Linked DNA regions of Rattus norvegicus: region 2 is linked to region 1. The links are chromatin contacts, called in public Hi-C maps. All regions are on one chromosome and are shown on one strand. The core of a region is the stretch at or near the end of the contact, and the rest is flanking DNA. Distances in the headings are between cores, read along the strand shown. Region 1 has its middle 100 kb from the start of Mmadhc. Region 2 has its middle 210 kb from the start of Mmadhc.

Region 1 (3,059 bases), core at 227-2,726:
TTACAAGTTGAGGGTTGGCCAGAGCAAAAGAAAACAAAACAAGACAGAAAGCAAAGCAGATTCTAGACATGATGGATTTAAGCTTTCTTTTGGTGTTGGAGAAGGTTATTAAGCCAGGCAGTAGATCACATTTGAAACTGGAATTTCACCCTTCAGAGCATTCCTCAGTAATGGCTCGCCTCACAGCGAGACTCTGTAGACAGAGCCCAACAATTAATTCCAGTCATCACACTTTCCCATATTGCTGCTCCAATCTCAGATTTACCAGGCCATTGCTGATGAAGACAATAAAATCCGCCTTTGATTTCTTGGCTCCCTTGTGCTCTGACATCTTGTCTAATCACAGAGACCCAGAGATCAGGTTATTGGTAACCATACACAAAACAGAGCAGTCTCACAAATCATGCTTTACGGCTGCACTGTGGAAACACCCAGGTTAAAAGGTAACTGTGGTGTAACCGTATTGATTAATTGATGGAGAAAAGGTCAAACTAATCTTTATCTTGCCTGAAAGACCCTAGTTCTCCATGGCAGATGTGTTGAAATGGCTTCTGTAGAAAAAGATAAAAAGAAAATTGAACGCTTCGTACAAAGCAAGTAGGGGAAATTCTGTTAAATTATCACTCAGGTAAAGGTCAGTAAAGGAGCTCTAATGCAAAGAGAACTGGAAAATACTATCCAACAGTCCGAGAGAATTCAAGCACCACAATGGCCAAGACATGCAAGTAATTTAGATTTCCTTTTATTTGTAGTAGGTTCTGTTGGAAACGTCTTCACCAGTGAGACAGCCAGCAAAGGGCCACGAGTCAAGCAGTCACACTGGATAAGCAGAGCCCCCAGGCAACCAGAAACAGTCTTGTACTCTCCTGTTCCCCAAAGACCTGGAACACTTACAGCAATAGACCTGAGGTTGTCTTCAAGTCCTGATCTGTTGCGGAAGAGACATCACCTCTCACAAGATGGCAGCATCGCCAGGGCATGATGGGAGAGCAGAACCACCGCTTATCTTACCCAACCTTCCTTCTTTTGGCCCAAGAGAAAGTATGAAGGTTTGACAGCTGAAATGTATAAAAAGACACATTGAGGAAACAGACACAAATGAAAAAATTAAAGAGTAAATCCATGCGCTGGAAAGGAAACATGTCTAGGCATTGCGGGGGCAGAGGGCTGAGCAAAGGGCTGTGCTGGCTGCTGGAAAGAAAGGTTGTGCTTTAGAACTGAAGTGTGAGTAGACATGAGAGTGAGTTTTGGAGACGGTCTTTTTATATTCATGCCTCAAAGGCCAAAAGTATCTATGTCTGTAGTCACAGTTTCAGGGCTTACTATGGAAAACGCTTACTTACTTTTGGCACTTTGGGGTGCCTGTACAGTTGAGAAAGTCTTCCGTTTTGCGGGCTTGCCCAGTCACTGCTGCTGAGGTGCCTGGAGCAAACAGCTATAGATGGCAGTGGATCTGCCTCATGTAAGTGCTGTCACTTGGCCCTTGGCAGACTGCAAGGAAGTCTGGGCAGTGTGCCATTAAAAAGTGGCGTGTCTAGGTTTACCATAGAACACAAGGGATTTGGGGTTTCATAGGAAAAATTCCAACTTCATGGTTAAATGTCTGAGGGAGTTACCAGAGGGATTTTGGAGAACTTTATTATCTTTTTCTTATTGCTATCTGGGGACTCAAAACTTCTTTGATTTGACTCTGCATGCTCTATGGGTATGAACTATCTATCTATGTAGGCTACCTGTCTGGAATCATTTTCTCATGGAGAAGTTTATCTTTTCACATACGGACCATGGATTCTTTCTTCTGCAAAGGGAGAAAAATTGAAATAATAAACAAAAGTAGAAAAGGAATAAAAATGGAAACAAGATGTGCTTCCTTATTAAGTGTATACATTTTTAGCCTAATTCCAATGTTGTTAGCAATAAGTGCATGCAGACATTAGTCATAATTTGCACTAATTTCTATGTAAAGTGCATGATCTAACCTTAGCATCACCATCATTGGGATTCTGATAGTTTATATAAGACCAATCTTACATTTCCATCATATTTGCTTAAATAGATGTTAATAGATGGTAATGATATGCTTTTCATTTGGATAGTTCTTACCCCAGAATGATTTAATATTCACATGTCTAATAGGTTGCCCATAGCTATTGATCATCTGGATCAGAGTTCAATTTGAGTTGCTGCTGGTTAGATTAGAAATTGCCATCGTGGTGAAAGATAAATTGCAAGGTCTTTGCAGATTAGTTCTGTGTTCGGATTAGATATGATTTCAGGCACTTCGAAGGAGGAGCCTTCTGGTGGTGTCACTGTGGGGTCTGTCTGAGGACATACCCAGAGATCCTCCAGAACACCTTTGCCACTGGATCAGTGAGGTGAGATTTATAGGATGTGGCATTTTATTACACATGGAGATAGTGACAAACACTCATAAATTGTGAGTGAATAATAGTTCTAGGGACCAAAGACACAAAAAGGGGCATAGTTTGTAAATATAAATTCTGTTGTAATAAAGTGCTGTGCTATTAAAAGAGGATATTTAATAGATGGCTATTTGGTTGGGTTTGGTTTGCACTAGAGGGCATCTAAAGGAATGTTAATTTAGATGGAAGAGACCTCCGGTGAGGCAATATTAAAAGTATTTTAGATTTGATCAAAAAGTTGTTTGACTCTTCTTCTTGAGGTGGACTCAAATTCTATCTAGCTAAGCCTGGCGCTGAGTTCTTAATCCTCCTGCCTCAACCTTCTGAGTGCCAGAGTTAAAGGAATGTGACATCGTATTTAGCTGAAAAATCAAATTGTGAAATAAATATATTTGTATTATACAAAATTTGGAAAATTGAGAAAACTTTATTCAAGGAAACAAAATATGCTCACTATCCAGCAACCTTTATGCATTGCTGTCAACATCTGGAAGAATTTTTTCTACCGTTTGCTTTGAATTTTTTCCATGAAATTCTTCAAATAAATAGAATTATAGTCACTCTCTGTCTCTGTGGAGTGTACTTGTTCCGGGACCTCGTATGGACACCCATGTAGTTTGGGTCAGTTGTGTACAG
Region 2 (3,059 bases), core at 289-2,788, 100 kb after region 1:
TCAATTCCAGTGTTATCCAGGGGAAGTGTTGAGGGATGATATGTTCTACTCTCTTCATGAAAGAGCAACCTTTGCAGTTGTTTCTTCTGTAGAGCTTGAGAGAATCTTGTCTCTTGCTGTCCATTACTTGGATGTCTCCTTATTTGTTTTCCTTAGCAGAAGTAGATGACCTGTGGGAGAGCAAGGATGCTAAGTCCACAGAGTCACGGGGGGTGGGGGGTTTGTTTTCATCCATCCCTTTGTGGTGAGATGCAAGGCTGACTTCAGGACTACACAGTATTTCCCACTGCTAGATGAAAAACCCTCCCGAGCAGAAGATGGAGAAACTGACTCAGCGGGCAACATGGAATTATTGCTTAATAATGTTTGAGTCAAGACTGGACTCTGTCCGGTCAGCAACTCCGAACATTCCAGCTCTTTCACTGTCTTTCACAAAAGCCTAACCGTAATCCACCTTAGGCCTTGGAAGAAGTTGCTTCCTCAACTTTTGGAGGAAATAAACATGTTTTACATTAAAAAGAACATGAGTGATGCTATATCACCAAATATTTTCCATATTTTAAATCCGTTTCTATTGATTTTTGAATGGTCTATCAAAGAATTATTTAAATATTAGCCTTCTCTCCTAGTTAAGCAAATACATCCCATTTTTTAAAACTCTATTTTATTGAAGTGGAATGTCCTACAACAAAATGGAGGACCCATCTGAAAGGTGAAGTCTGTAGTTTTTATAACCAGCACCAATCAGTGTGAAGGACGTCGTCGCCATCCCAAAATGCGCTTAGACCTTTGCAGTGGACAGCTGCATGCTCTCCCCAGCTGCTCACCCTACGGATTCGCTATATTTTCCTTCATAGACTCTCATGTAAATAGCATGTCACTTGCACTCTTGGTGTCTGAATGGTTTTATGAACTATGCCAATTTTACCATTTTCCAGGCCATCGTATACGCAGGAAGCTTGGCTTCTTGTCTTACTCTCTTTTCTCTTTTGTCCTGTAATCTATATTTACTACAATTTGTTTAGGCATCCACCTGTTGAAGACCAGGAACGTTGGTTGAGGCTACCCTGACCAAGGCCACTGTAAGCATTTATATGCAAATCCTGGGTTGGGCACATGTTCGAGGAGATGAGCATGCCATCATTACCACTTCCCGCCGTGGCTATAAAAGCCTTGTTTCTGTTTCTAAGATGCATTATGCGCTCAGTCTCTGGAATATGACCCCACGTCATCTGTTTGGCCACTGTGTTACTGGTTACCCAGGACACTGAGGTGTTGAAATATTTCAGGTGGCTGTTTTTAGCACTTTCTACACTTCCCTTTTCTCTGCCTGTGAGCTGACTAGAAATGAGCAAGCGTGGATAGAAATGCAAAGCATATACAGAATTTCTTTGAAGATCTGATCTAATGTCTTCCACGGGAAGATTCCTTCCCTCCTTTGGTCTGTATTCAGATATAGTCCCTTTACAAGCTCTTACTTACTGACCTCCTGGTGTTTTCTTAGCCATTAGTCTTAGTGCTGAAGCTACTGGGAGAGGAGCCAAGAAGCAGCTGCTGCCGAGTGGAGCCACACATTTCAAACCTCCGAAGCTTTTACCTTGACCTCTGAACTTGGGATCTCAGTCTATTGTCCACATGAGAGATGAGGCCTTCTCTAGATTATGGTGAAATTTCAACTTTTTTTCTGAAACTGGGGCTTTCCCTTCACTGGTGTGTGTGTGTGTGTGTGTGTGTGTGTGTGTGTGTGTGTGTATTATGTGCTTTCAAAATCAATTAAATTCTTTCACTTAAGCTCCACCATAGTGACAATTCTGAAATGCCTTTATAGTTAGTTAGTTAAACCCAAATAACAGTGTGCTGTTGGAAGCTATTCAAATCAGACTTTCAATAATGCAAGCGCCAAGAACCAAAGACAAGTAGATTAGTAGCATCCAGACCTTCAGCTCCACTTGGTGAGAAAGATTCTGAGAGTGAAAGAAAGACTGGTAGTAATGCGTGAGCCCATCAGCCCACTGTTAGAACAACACGTGAAGGCCACAGAAGATACCCCACCAAACTGTGTCTTAAAAGGGTGACTAAGAGCCTAATTGATGTGAGAGTCAAATGAATATCATGGAACCACTTTAGGAGGAGGGAATTCCTTTCCATGTATGTTTCATTTTAATGGAATTCATCGAAGCTCTTCAAAATTTCCTATAAAATGACCACTAAAAAGCATGAAGTCTTAAAGGATTGAATCATCTTTTAAAAAGGAAGGGTGACACTCTTTCTTTTCCTCAACCACATGAGAGAAAGAATGTTCTGCTGTAAATTCCGATGTAATCTTAACTGTGGGGACTTTGATCTGAGGGAGGAGAGTGTCTTCCTAAAGAGTTCAAGCTGGAGTAAAGCTTCCAGAGCATGCGAGGTACTGAGAACTCAAGGTTCTCACAGGATGCAGTGGGATGAAGGTTCTTAGGACGAAGGTGCTGGACTGATGTGTTCAAGAAGTTGGTCCCAGGGGCAAAGTGTATTCAGCCAGCCCATAGTCCTGTTCTCATTATGCAAGAATGTTGGCTTTGTTTTCTATTTTACTCTCCAGGCTTTATTTCACTACTTAAGAGTTGCTTCCTGAGCACCAGTGGAAGGGGAAGCCCTGGGTCCTACTAAGACTGAACCCCCAGTGAACTAGATTGTTGGGGGGAGGGCGGCAATGGGGGGAGGATGGGGAGGGGAACATCCATAAAGAAGGGGAGGGGGAGGGATTAGGGGGATGTTTGCCCGGAAACCGGGAAAGGGAATAACACTCGAAATGTATATAAGAAATACTCAAGTTAATAAAAAAAAAGAGTTGCTTCCTGTTTTACATAAGCAACAGGACAGAGAGAGCGAGAGCGAGAGCGAGAGCGAGAGCGAGAGCGAGAGCGAGAGCGAGAGCGAGAGCGAGAGCGAGAGCGAGAGCGAGAGCGAGAGCGAGAGCGAGAGCGAGAGCGAGAGCGAGAGCGAGAGCGAGAGCGAGAGCGAGAGCGAGAGCGAGAGCGAGAGCGAGAGCGCTCAGCCTGATATTGGAAAAGATTGAT

Evidence for each region. Hi-C and Micro-C count contacts between places; a contact is called where the count stands out from the background.
Region 2: a Hi-C map of liver shows a contact between it and region 1, with 4 times the contacts expected there. The contact joins two enhancer-like sites. A contact is called at or near these places in 3 of 12 Hi-C or Micro-C datasets (kidney and liver).

The regions. Positions count from the first base shown.
Region 1 is chr3:55,236,390-55,239,448 of GRCr8, forward strand. No RefSeq gene overlaps it. Among named protein-coding and RNA genes, the nearest start is that of Mmadhc, 100 kb to the left of the region's middle. Within about 2 kb of position 1,477, at least 5 of the 93 cell types and tissues checked have an H3K27ac peak or open chromatin away from gene starts, as enhancers often do. A contact at or near this core is called in liver, where this site is marked.
Region 2 is chr3:55,339,848-55,342,906 of GRCr8, forward strand. No RefSeq gene overlaps it. Among named protein-coding and RNA genes, the nearest start is that of Mmadhc, 210 kb to the left of the region's middle. Within about 2 kb of position 1,539, at least 10 of the 93 cell types and tissues checked have an H3K27ac peak or open chromatin away from gene starts, as enhancers often do. A contact at or near this core is called in liver, where this site is marked.